Linked DNA regions of Sus scrofa: region 2 is linked to region 1. The links are chromatin contacts, called in public Hi-C maps. All regions are on one chromosome and are shown on one strand. The core of a region is the stretch at or near the end of the contact, and the rest is flanking DNA. Distances in the headings are between cores, read along the strand shown.

The links. Hi-C and Micro-C count contacts between places; a contact is called where the count stands out from the background.
Region 2: a Hi-C map of alveolar macrophages shows a contact between it and region 1, with 1.8 times the contacts expected there. The contact joins the promoter of TTC26 here to the promoter of UBN2 in region 1. A contact is called at or near these places in 6 of 47 Hi-C or Micro-C datasets (alveolar macrophages, blood, fetal heart ventricle and 3 more) and 2 of 2 datasets of contacts at active chromatin or transcription factors (alveolar macrophages and skeletal muscle).

The regions. Positions count from the first base shown.
Region 1 is chr18:10,448,135-10,454,978 of Sscrofa11.1, forward strand. It overlaps UBN2 (ubinuclein-2), which reads right to left and starts at 3,109. Exons shown (of 16, transcript XM_021079092.1): 1 at 2,398-3,109. The coding sequence starts at 2,877.
Region 2 is chr18:10,507,029-10,513,872 of Sscrofa11.1, forward strand. TTC26 (intraflagellar transport protein 56) reads right to left here and starts at 2,567. Exons shown (of 17, transcript XM_005657746.3): 1 at 2,425-2,567; 2 at 1,663-1,800. The coding sequence starts at 2,427. It also overlaps the pseudogene LOC110257599.

The sequences.
Region 1 (6,844 bases), core at 1,859-4,358:
CTATACAGTATGCTGTTCAATTACAATAGTTCAAAATTAAAACTATTTTGAAAATATTACATCATCACTAAAAATATAATGGACTCCTCCTGAGGGGAAGAAAAACCAAATTTGGGAAACACCAACTTTGCAGATTCATTTTATTGGTTACATTTTGCTTTTCTTGACCATGCTCATGGCCCATGGAAGTTCCCGGGACAGGGATGGAACCGCACCACAGCAGTGACAATACAGGATCCTTAACTGCTGGGCCACCAAGGAACTCCCTACATTTTGCTTTCTGATGGTTTCTCCTCCTAAAATTTCCTTTCATGGAAATGTGACACTTTCATTTAGAAAACTGTTTTCTACACTTTCTTACATAACAAATATGCTCATAAGAGTAATCATAGGAAAATGTGGCAAATCTTTGTTGCAAAGGTACACTGTATGGATCTTTTTGCTTCAAATAATAACAAATAATATATGGCTGAAATATACAAGAAAACTGGACTAATATAACCTAAATTGATAGCATAAACTGAATTATTCATCCTTCTCCTACATGAAATTATTAGTTCTTACACTATCAAGTTAATAAGGTAGGTGTCAAAATTAATTTTATAACTAAAAGATATATATCTATTAGTTTATCATGGCATGAATATTACAGCATAAAGAGGATCATAACAGAAGTCTTTGTATTCCTACTAAAAATCTCATTTCAGTTCATTTTAGCAGGACTTTCTAAATGTAAACTATATAAGTTAATCACAAGAAATTTTGTTTTATTAAGAATTGGTACTAATACAGGAAAAAAATCCTAATAAAATGACATATGACCAGCCTCCTCATTGTAAAGTGGAGATAATGGTTCCTGTCTTACGGAGCTCTGATGGACTTAACTCCACAAGCCTTGTACCATACTAAGAACTCTGCAAATGTTAGCCATTAGTATGTATTTTTTTCCCAAATATAATCACCCGTAATTTATGAAGCAGATTAGGGAGTAAAACTGCAAACCTACTTAGATTAGAAGATCAGCTATGGTACAATTTATTGGAAAAATGCTCCCATCCAATATTCTCGAAATTATTTGGGGGAAAAACGGCATTGCTTTATAAATAACAAAGGCACTACAGTGAGTCTAAGGGGCAAAACATTATGTGGAAATGACCAAAACGATCTGTGTACCCTTAACAATTCATTCTGGTTGCAAACCCTGAGTAGTGATTTGACCACACAACAATAATGTGTAAAAAAAAATGATCAAAAGATTAGTTTGCCTTAAAATAAAATCTAGCAACACTGTTTAAGATGATATTTTAAAAACTAAGTCATTCGTATCAATGATAACTGAAAATGAAAACAAAACAGGTGACTTCTAGAATCCATTAGACCTGTGCAAAACGTAATAAAGACCACAGTCTCTAAACAGCAGAGGAAATTGTCCTCTTATTGCTGTTACTCTATCATTTTCTTTTCTAGTTTACTTCTGAAGATCATCAACCAACAACAATAAAAATTACAGTTACCAACAAACCTTCCTCCTACCTCCATTGTTTACCAGTTCCACCAAAGGCATAGCTATATATTTTCAGCAAAGTTTTTTTTAAACATTCAAAGCTAAGATTTTTTCCCCCATCATTTCTCCAAAAATTACAACGGCGAAGCGCAATATCCTCCAAGGTCCTATACACTAATGATACGCACTCAAATGAGAATATGATGGTAAGCACCAAATAAAACAAGACTGACATCCTTCTAATATGAACAAATTGCAGAGAAAGCAAAGCTTAAAAGGTGTATCAATATCAACACAGGGCTGAAAAACAAGGTACCAGATAACTAACCCACTTATCCTTCATTCCTAAAGTGGAATCTTTAATCTGAAAAATTTTTAGATTACTTTTAAATCTCCTTCAATTGAGAAAAATACCCCAGGCTCCGAAGCACATCTCAACGCTGAGCACAACAAATAACGACGAAGGTGAGGATGATATTGGAGGGGTTACACAATCTCTCTGCTTCAGACTGGGGGGCGTGTCCCCCAAGGTTTTCTCTTCCTTTCTACTGAAAGCACTGCTAGAGCTCCCCCAGCATAACCCAACAACGCAACTTGCAGGGCCCCCAGATTTTGTGGGGAAAGCAAAAAGAAAAAGCTGGCTAGGAACGGCGTTTGGAGCGGGCTCACGAGGGGGGCTCGATGGAGCCCGGTGGGAACCACGGCCAACCCTAGGGAGCAGAGGAAAGCAGCACCAACCACCCACCCACCCGCTCGGCCCCTGCCCCCTCCAGCCACCCTCCGGGGCGACCCGAGATGCTCCAGGTGGGCGTCGGAAGGCGAAAACCACTGGGGAAGGAGGACGGGTCCTGAGGCTCCCGGGGTCTGGGGGATGAGGGAGGAATCTCCTGTACCCGTTGTTCTCCGCACAGTAGCAGCTCCGGGTAACTGAACTCCACGCAGCTCTCGTCGGTGGGATCCTTGAGCACCAGCTCCAGGCGTACGGTCTCCCTCGGCGGCCTCTGCTGCGGCTCGGCCCGGGAAACCGACTCCCGCGGCGGGGGCGGCTGCAAGTGCAACTGCGGGAGCGGAGGCGGCGGCGGCGGCGGCGGCTCGGGCCGCGGGGGCTCGCGCTGCAGCGACATGGGCGGCTCGGCGCGGCTGACCTCGCGCTGGGGGAGCGGCTTCTCCCGCGGCGGGGGCTGCGCGTCCGACCGGGGGGCAGCCTCCCGCGGGGCTAGCTGCTCCGGCCGGACGGGCTCGCGGTACGGCTGCGGCTCCAGCCGGGGGGGCTCGCGAGGGTATTCGGGCTCGCGTTCGGCCCCCGGGTACTCGGCCTCGCGCCGCCTCACCGGTGACAGGCTAATAAACGCTACTCTGCGTGGCTCCGCCATCCCCACTGTTCTGGCCCTCTGCCTTCGCTCGAGCCGGCGCTCGTTTCTTCGCCGAGTTGTTTGCCTGCCTGCCCTTCCTTTTGCTCTCCGTCGCTTTTCTTCCCTCCACCACCCTCAGCTGTCTCCGCCGACGCCACCGTGAGTGCGGACCGTGCCCCCTTCCCCGCCACTACGTTCTGATGGGCTGCACCGCCATCGCCAGGGTCGCCGCAGCCGCCATGTTGGATCCCCCACATAAATAGAAGCAGGCCGCTGAGCGGGCGCATGCGCAGACGGCAGACGCTCGCATCCACTGTCGTGGCTGTGGCTCAGTTTTCCTCTTTTTCTCCCAACAGTCTGGAGTCCAGACAGGTCAGCGGAAGTGACGTCATGGCAGGCCTAGTTTCCTTGGAAACGGGGACGCCGTCTGCGCCCTTCCTCAAGAGGAGGGGTCTGGGGTTTCCTAAGAAGCTTTCCATTCGCTCGGGAAACTGGAAGCGCGCGTGGGGCTCGACCGAGGGCAGAAGTCCGGATGTGCCTACGACCGACCTAACCATGGCGCCCGGTAGCGCCCAGCACATGCCTCCCGCCCTCGCTTCCAGAGTTGGGGATGCGGGGAAAAGGCAGAGGAACGAACGCTTGGACCTGCTCCGTGTCGGCCCACATAGTCCGCCCGCAGTCCGAAGTATCAGGGAAGAAAGGAAATGGCTAACTCCAGCCGGACTCGCTCTGCGACTTCTCTGCGCCAAGCGCGACACTAACTGCCACAGGCCTCCCTTTCCTACACCGGCTTCTGTTTTTCTCGCCCGGCTATGGCAGAAATTGTGTGACACGGTCGTAAAATGCTCAGTAACGTTGTGCAGTTTGGAAACTGAAGAGACAAATGAACACTTCTGGGTTTGTTCATAAAGTCTAAGCTGTTTATAAATTAAAAAAAAAAAAACCCTTCCCAACAGTTTGTTTTGTTGGCATTTTAGGGATGTACTCTCTTGAAAGCAGAATACTAAATGACCCATTTCGGATAAGGGAGGAGACTTATTTGGGAATGCCTTGTAGGCACGCCTGTAATAAACTAATTGGAATTCATATTTAAAAGAATGGGAACTAGGAGTTCCCGTCGTGGGGCAGTGGTTAACGAATCCGACCAGGAACCATGAGGTTGCGGGTTTGGTCCCTGACCTTGCTCAGTGGGTTAACGATCCGGCGTAGCCGTGAGCTGTGGTGTAGGTTGCAGACGCGGCTCGGATCCAGCGTTGCTGTGGCTCTGGCGTAGGCCGGTGGCTGCAGCTCCAATTCAACCCCTAGCCTGGCAACCTCCATATGCCGCGGGAGCGGCCCAAGAAATAGCAAAAAGACCAAAAAATAATAATAATAAAATAAAAATAAAAGAATGGGAACTATACTCAATATTTTGTAATAACCGGTAAGAGAAAGGAATTTGAAAAAACACATATATGAAACTAACATCAAATTGTAAATCAGTTATTTAAATTTTTTTCAAAAAATAGTGTAAAGTCCAAAATAATGAGTAGTATTGCCCATTTAAAATCTGCAGCTGTTAATTTCATCAACCAGATTAACAATGTTAACACCAATTAATGACTCTGAGTCAGTGTGATGTCATAGACAAATTCCTACTAGATGGTTTTTTTAATCCCTCCTATTACTTTCCCCATTTGTATAAAGATGGTGTTGGAATGGGATGGTTCCAGTGGTCCCTCCCAGCTCTCAACTGCTAATACAAAATCCTATGTAATTTTTTGGAGTACTGAGGGCCTTTGAAGGGGCTAGGAAAAAGCCGAAGTCAATTCTTGTTCAATGCAAAGTCAGAATCTTTGTCTAAAATGTTAGATTATCGGAGTTCCTGTCGTGGCTCAGCGGACAACCTGACTAGTATCCATGAAGGTGTGGGTTCCATCCCCGGCCTCGTTAAGTGGGATAAGGATCCAGCGTTGCCATGAGCTGTGGTGTAGGTTGAAGACAAGGCTCAGATCCTGCGTTGCTGTGACCGTGGTGTAGGCAGGCAGCTGTAGCTCGGATTCCACCCCTAGCCTGGGAACCTCCATAGGCTACAGGTGCAGCCCTAAAAAGACAAAAGACAAAAAGTATACAAATAAATAAAAATAAAATGTTAGCTTATTTAAGATATGTAAGATATTGGTGTTATCCAGCTGTAATGCTATAAAATCAAGCATTCTGGGAGTTCCCTGCTGGCCTAGTGGTTAAGGATCTGTTGTTGCTACTGCCCTGGCACCTTTAGATCCATGGCCCGGGGGAACTTCCTGCATGCTGTGGACATGGCCAATAAAAATTCTAGCTACTCATACTTTTTCATAAGGAATTACGATCTAAAACATCTTTACAGTAATTTTGATAATTTACAAACTCTCAGATCTCATTTTGAGGGCTAATGCGCAATCCAGAGTGTGATAATCTTGCACTTATTGAGAAGCATACTTACAGAAAAGGGGCAAGTCAATCCAACTCTTTAATAGCTTTCCATTAGTGTTATATTCTAGAGGCAGAGCAGCAGAATTGTCCTCCAAATCCTCTCTGTCATCTTCCAAAGAGACCTTAGCAATAAGCTTAAAATGGCTGCCTCATGGAGTTAAAAAATAGAAAAAACCTAATTGGCAATAGCAGAGACAAACAGAATCAACATAATTAGGTAGTATCATGAAGGTTCAACGTCATGTTAGTCCTTTTTATGTTAGTCCTCTCTAAGGAAGACACATTTAAGATGAGAATGTCTTGGAGTTCCCTGGTGGCTCAGTGGGTTAAGGACCAGGTGTTGTCACTGCTGTGGCTTGGGTCACTAATGTGGCTTGAGTATGATCCCTGGCCTGAGAACTTCCACATGCCACAGGTGCAGGTGCAGCCAAAGGGTGGGGGGGGGGGAAGACTAGAATGTCTTGGGTAGATCCAAAGGAAGAGTATCACAGAGAAAGAAAACAAAGTGCAAAGTCTGTGTAGAAAGTGAGCTTGGTGAATTGGGAGGAAGGTCAGAGTGGCTGGGGTGCACTGAGCAAGAGGTGGAAGGATGCAGGAGACAAATCTGAGAGGGAGCTAGGGGCCAGCTCACAGAATGGCATAAGGAGTTTTTAACTTTTACTATAAGTAAAACCCAGAGCCAGTGGACAATTCTAAGTAGAGGTGTAACATGATCTTAAAAGCATTTCAAAAAGTAAGAGTAGTCAACTGTATTGAATGCCACCAAGTCCAGAAAGATGCAGACAGGGAGCTGATTCCTGTATTTGACAAAAAGATGATTGGTGACTTGAGCTGCCCTTTTTTTCCCCCCAAATTCTCAATTCAAAGATGGCAGAATAGAAGGACTAGAGCTCAACTCTCTCATAAAAACAACAAAATTACAACCAAATGCTGAAAAACCTTCAACAAAATGGAAGGAAAACTTTCAAAAAGATATCCTACTCCAGAAAACAAAGATGAGGCCACATCAATAGGTAGGAGGGGTGATTACTCAATATAAGCAACTCCGTACCTTCTGGGTGGGAAGCACAGGCTGGAAAGTAACTGTATCACAGAGACTCGCCTACAGGAATGAGAGTTCGGAGCCCCACATCAAGTGCCCACACCTGGGGATCTGGCACTGGGAGAAAGAGTCCCCGGGGCACCTGGCATTGAAGGCCAGAGGGGCTTGTGAGCAGGAGCTCCACAGGACTGGGGGAAACGGAGACCCCATTCTTGAGGGGCACACAGAGACTTTCATTTGCCCTGGGTCCCAGGGCAAAGCAGAGGCTCCATAGGATTCTGGGTCAGACCTGACTGCAGTTTTTGGAGAATCTCCTGGGAAAACAGGGGGTGACTGTGGCTTGTTGTGGGGGAAGGACATTGGAGGCAAAGGTCTCAGGAATATAATATTCAATAGCAAGTGTTTCTCTGGAGGTGAGCATTTTGGGAAAATCTGGCCCCACCCATCAGCACTGAGAAGCCCCAGGGCAAACAACAATCCAGGTGGGATCGCAGC
Region 2 (6,844 bases), core at 1,317-3,816, 58 kb after region 1:
AAAAAAATAAAGATGAGAAAGCTGATGCCAAAAGAGTTAAACAATATGCTTCATATGAAAGAACTAGTAGGAAACAGAGGACTATACATGAAAGACCGAGAAAGACACATAAAGCTAATTAAAACAATTATTGGTGATAGAATAATATGGCTGGAGTAGTGCTTTAAGAGAAATTATTGTGGCACAACACAATCAGGCTATGCTGTCTAAACTCTTCATCTCAGGGATCTCTGGTGGCTCAGAAGTTTAAGGATTTGGCATTGTTACTGCTGTGGCTCAGGCCGCAGCTGTGGTATGGGTTCAATCCCTGTCCCAGGAACTTTGCCTGCTGCAGGTATGGCCAAAAAACTCCTGAAACTTCTTTTTTTCAGTTTTAATTTTTTTTTTTTTTTTTTTGGTTTTTTAGAGCTGCTTCCACAGCATGTGGAAGTTCTCAGGCTAGGGATTGAATCAGAACTACAACTGCCAACCTATGCCACAGCTACAGCAACTCGGGGATCCAAGCCGCATCTGCAACCTACTGCACAGCTCAGGGCAAGGCCGGATCCTTGACCCACTGAGTGAGGTCAGTGATCAAACCCGCATCCTCATGGTTCCTAGTTGGGTTCATTAACCACTGAGCCACGAAGGGATCTCCCTCCCCAAACTCTTTTGTCTCTTCAATCTTTGGTGCACTCCTTCATTCTCCTATAACAGGTGCTCCCCACAAAGCACTTTGCCAAAGCATGGTATCCTTGGACCATCTACATCAGAAGCACTTAGGCTGCTCGTGAAAAATACTAGTTCCTAAGCATCACTGGAGACTAATTCTGTAAAGAATCAGAATATATAGGACATATAGGACAGAGTTCAGGAATGTACATTTTAATAAGTACACTAAGTGTCGCTGATACATATTAAAAGTTGAGAACTACTTCATAGAGATTTGAAACATCCTCTGAAGATGTGGTATTTTAGACAATAAGTATGAAATATGACAGAATTCTTTAAATTTGATTTAAATGTCATAACATATAATAGGAGTAAATCACAAATTGATTTGGATGCGGAATGAACAATGTGTGAACTGACAGTGTTCTAAATGTCCCTCTATTATTTTTAGGTTGTATTCACCACCAGTGGGACTAGACATAATTAAAAAGAGTCTCTTAAAAAATAAATTAAAAAAAAATTAAATTAAATTAAATTAAAAAAAAAAGGAGTTCCTGTCGTGGTGCAGTGGTTAACAAATCCGACTAGGAACCATGAGGTTGTGGGTTTGGTCCCTGGCCTTGCTTCAGTGGGTTAAGGGTTCAGTGTTGCCGTGAGCTGTGGTGTAGGTCGCAGACGTGGCTCGGATCCCGCGTTGCTGTGGCTCTGGCGTAGGCTGGCGGGCTACAGCTCCGATTCGACCCCTAGCCTAGGAACCTCCATATGCCGCAGGAGCGGCCCTAGAAAAGGGAAAAAGACAAAAAAAAGGGAAAAAAAAAAGACAAAAAAAGGTCTATCGTTTCATTTCTAATCAGGTTTATAGTTAACTTGGAATTTGGCATCTGTACCTGGAGATGTACAGGTACAGCATGCACCCAGCTGTTCCAACAACATAGCCACCAGCATTCACCCAAGCATTAATCTATGTTCTGGTTATTCACCTCTCAAGAAGCAACCTTCTTTGGACATTACCTCCAACAGAGTAATAGCTCCAGTGAAATCTCTTTGTGAAAGTAGCTCCTCTAGTTTTGGAATCTTCCTACCTTTCTTCTTTCTTCTGTCAGTGTGCGGTAGGTCCCCACCTACAGCAGGTTTGGCTCTTGAAAGCATCTGTGAAAGAAATAACAAAGGCAGCTCTATGCCAATTTTGATAACCAATTTTTTTTGGGAGGGGGCAGCAGCTGTGGCATGTGGAAGTTCCCCCGCCAGGGATCGAACCTGCGCCACAGCAGTGACACAAGCGAGTGCACTGACAAACCCAGATCCACCTAACCCGCTGCCCCACCAAGAAACTCCCCTATAGTGAACTTTAAACTGAGAATGACAGCTCCAGGATTTATAAGTCAAATCCTGTAACGATGACCGCCAGGTAAGCCTATTCAAACTTTTTCTGTAACACGTATTTTACTAAAAGGGCCATCAATCTGTGCTTCAGCTGAAAGAAAACTTCATTATCTCCTCCAATTACAGAGAGGTAAGAGATGCTTTTGCGCAGCTCTGTCACCTCAGCCTTCTCTTGGTCTGCTTTCCATCCCACGCGCAGCTCAGCAAAAGGGAAATGGAGAGTCAGGAGGAAAGAACGCAACCATATATTTACAGTTGCACCCCGTCCCCCCTGGGAATATGGGGAGGGTACCACAGATCATCCTCTGCGGACGCTCCTCGAGTTAACCCAGAAATGTGCTGGGAACCTCTAATCTCGAAACTTCTCCTTCACTGTTCAAAGCCACTAACCATCTTGGCGTCGGTTCTGCGAGCCCCGAAGGCAAACAGACAGCAGAAAGCTGGGCCTCAGTAGCGCCTAGGCATCCACGAAGCTCGCTCGGTCTCCACGGCAACCCGGCTGTGCACCGGTCCGTCCAGAGAAGCGCTCGCCGGAGACCCCATGCCCTCGGCATCTTGGTTCCTATGAGTTTTTGCAGCGGCGGAAGTGGAAGATTCTTTCTCCGGAGGATAGCGTCGTTCTCTGTGCTGAGACCGAGAGTTTGACTGTATTTCTGTGAGTTTACTTTATGAAAAAGAGATTTAGAGTGACGTTGTTTTTCAAATGCAAGTTTCCTGGGAAAGTAATTTTCAAGGACCACTTCCGATTTGGACCGCGTTGGGCTCCATAGCAACCCTGGGTGGTGACGGGCATAGCACGTGACCAAGGTCTCTCAGGCTGTGCTTGGGAAAGCCTTGAAAGGAATTTCTGCCTAACCCAGGGAACTTATGTTTGGAGGCGGGAGTTCACCATAATCCAGTTTCCTATTTCCATAGATAAACCTATTATTGTGATGTGACTTTATGTTAAGATTCCCGCTCACAGAATTTAGAATAGAACTTATGATTTGCTAGAAATAAGGAAATACAAGATGGAATCACAGTGGCCGAAGTGGCAAACATCTGGATTGTTTCTAAAGGTCTGATTTATGACTTTGTTTTTTTTTTTTTTTTTTGCCGCACCTGTGTCTTGCAGATGTTCCCAAGCTGGGGATCAAACCCTTGCCACAGCAGCTACCCGAGCCGCTGCAGTGACAAGGCCAGTTCACACTGGAACTCCATAAGATTTTGAATATTTAAATTAAGATGCAAGTGTGAAGTTAGATAAGTAAACTGATTTTACAGGTGTGCAGAAAGACAAACACAACATAAGAATAGTAAAGTTTTATTAAGTTTTATTCAGCATCTTGTTGAGGAGGAAAAAGGACCAGGAATCAGCCACTCAGCCCTGAGCCAACTCCTCGGAAGAAGTGTGGGAGAAACCAGTTTACATATGATTTCTGGCTGGTGAATGCCTGCAGTCAAGCATCTATCTTGGTAAAATATTACTGCTAACAACAAGGAATAGTCTTTTCTAGTTAATCTTTTTAGCTTTTTGATGTATGGGAAGCTGTAAGAATCTGAGGTCATTAAAATTCTTCCTGAGTTGTATATCTCACTGTCTATGGGACCTGCCTATTCCTGTGTGTCCAAAGCATAGATGCCTTATCCTGTTTTTGTCTTAAATTGCTCCAAAAGTGCTGTTGGTCACCAACTGCAATGGTTTGCCACTTAGCCCTCGTGGAAAAGGTGAGCAATGCCCTTCATCTTATGGATCCTAACTTTTCTGTGTCCATACCTGTATGATGACTTAAAAAAACCTAAAGGTTGGAGTTCCTGTCGTGGCTCAGCGGAAACAAATCTGACTAGTATCCATGAGGACACAGGTTCGATCCCTGGCCTCGCTCAGTAGGTTAAAGATCCAGTGTTGCCAAGAGCTATGATGTAGGTCTTAGACATGGCTTGGATCTGACATTGCTGTGGCTGTGGCGGCTATAGCTCCCATTCAACCCCTAGCCTGGCAACTTCCATGTGCCACAGGTGCGGCCTTAAAAAAACAGAGAAAAAAAAAAAATCCTAGAAGCTGAAAGTCAAGTTTTATTTGGGAAACTTACTAAGGACTATAGCCTGGGAATCAGCTTCTCAGACAGCTCTGAGTAACTGTTCTAAAAGGTAAGAGAGGAGCCAGGATATATCGTAATTTTTGCTGGGGAGAAAATGTACTTGAACATCAAAAAATTAGTACTAATTACAAAAAACAGAACTCTTGAGGATTTTATTGCTTGTCTATGTATAGGAAGATACAAGTGTCTGGGATCCTTGATTTATTTCTTTGATATGAATCTAGGGCCTCTATGATTTATATCAGTTCCCCACAGGGTACACCATTGGGCAGAGGGAGGGAGAGTGCAGTGGCCCTCATTCACGGTTTACTGAAGTGGCATGCAGTAGTCTTTGTTTTCTGAAATGACAGGCCACATTTTTTTTTCTGTCCACAAGTAAGGCTTCTTGTAGCTGAGGTTCTAACTGTTGCACCCCACAGACTATAACTCACAAAAGATGGAATCTGAGTGTAGTTGCTGGAGAGGGGTCGTGACAGGGCACAGCCATTCCCCAGGAGACAGCCCATGTCAGAAGCTGCTTGAGGCTCTGCTGGAGGAGAAGGCGATTGCTGAGAAAAGCCTACCTTATGTGGGTTGCCAGTACCTGCATCTGAACCCATGCTAGCTGTCTTTGTTGAAGAAGCCTCCCTTCCCGGATCTCTTAGAGTGGTTCATTAAACCCCTGATTTCTTTTTATTTTATTTTATTTTTAATTTTTTTGTCTTTTCTAGGGCGCACTCGAGGCATATGGAGGTTCCCGTAGCCGCCAGCCTACACCACAGCAACGCAGGATCTGAGCCGCGTCTGCGACCTACACCACAGCTCAAGGCAATGTGGGATCCTTAACCCCCCAAACAAGGCCAGGGATCGAACCCGCCACCTCATTGTTCCTAATTGGATTTGTTAACCTCTGATCCACAATGGGAACTCCAACCCCTGATTTCTTAAATATTGGGTGTGACTAGTTTGAGTGTATTGAGTACAATAAACTAAGTGATTTGAGCATCTTCTACAATTGGCTATGGCTGCTTTATGACTTAATCCCATGATTCTTACCTGGCCTCATTGCTTTAGGTTACAACACTTATGCACAATAAGGAACTATAATAAATATGTGTTGATTGCACTGCTTGTCTATCTTACTCCTGAACCCAGTTAACACAGTTGCAAAAGTGGTCTAAAATCATCGAATCATGGAATATTAGAGCTGGAAAGGATCTGTGAAGGACATCTAGTCCAACCCTCAGAATTAACAGAGTAATTAACAGAGTTCCCACTGCAGCTCAGCGGTAATCAACCCAACTAGTATCCACGAGGATGTGGGTTTAATCCCTGGCCCTGCCCAGTGAGTTAAGAATCCAGCATTGCTGTGAGCTGTGGTGTAGGTTGGTAGCTGCAGCTCCAATTTGACCCCTAGCCTGGGAACCTCCATATGCCGCAGGTGCAGCCCTAAAAAGCTACAAAAACAAAAAACAAAACAAAACACCCACAGAGTCCAGGGTAGAGGTCTTTCCCACCAAGGTCTAAGGGCAGTGTTGCTCATTATGCTGTTAACAGCCCTGTTGTTCTTGCTAAATCCATTGAAATGATCTCTGATTTCCAGCCGTTTGTGATACTGCTTTAAGCCTCTAAATCCCCAGAGAGGCTGTTTGAACTGTAGCTGTAATTATGAAGAGCAGAATACAGCATTTCGTGTACTTGAGAAGAAGCTCTTATTCCCAACTGTAGCTCTCAGAACCTAAGGTGTTATGAACGATATAATAACAGGTGCCCAAAAACTGGTTGCAGGGCTAAGAGGCAAAGTTGGAACTTGCAACTTTCTTGCCATTGCAACAGTACAGCAATTTCTAAAGAACTATAAAATAAAAACTAGGTCTTCCCAACGTGGCTTAGCCGTTAACAAACCCAACTAGCATCCATGAGGACTCGGGTTTGATCCCTGGCCTTGCTCAGTGGGTTAAGGATCCAGCGATGCCATGAGCTGTGGTGTAGGTCGCAGATGCCGTGCGGATCCTGCGTTGCTGTGGCTGTGGCAGAGGCTCGGATTGAACCCCTAGCCTGGGAACCTCCACATACCTTGGGTGCAGCCCTAAAGAGACAAAAAGACAAATAAATAAATAAATAAAATGAATTCAGATTGTGATGATGGTTGTACGACTGAGTTGTACTCTTTTTTGGGGGCGGGGGGTTGAGTTGTACTCTTAAAACAGGCAAATTTTACGATAAGCGAATTGCGTCTTGCTAACTATGTGTTTGGGGGTTTTGCTTATTTTTTTGTGTGTGTTAATCCAGATCTGCGCTCAAGGGGATGTTCTGGAGTCCCTGTTGCTCCAATGTCGCCCTGATGCACAGTGATACTGGTCCTTGGAAACCACCTGTCAATCACCTGGGGCATGAGGTGCTAAGGGAATGTGAAAAACAGTAAGACAAGTCTGGGCATTTCTTACTGGAGTGGATTTTTGTTAGGTAAAAGTCTCATAATAAAAAGAAACCTCAACCCTTAAAATTCAAATGCTTTGCAAAAAAAGAGAATGTTTTTCAAAAAATGTATCCCACTCCCTCCTAGCGTGTTATACAGGCTAATGGGCAAAGGACCTCCTTTTGACTGTTTTAAGAAAGAACAAGAAATAACCTGAGACAAAGCATTGGGAAAAATACTCCTTAAAGAAATGCATTTTTCGGAGTTCTCTTGTCATGCAGAGGGTTAAAGATCCAGCGTGGTCACTGCTGTGTCTCAGGTCATTGTTGTG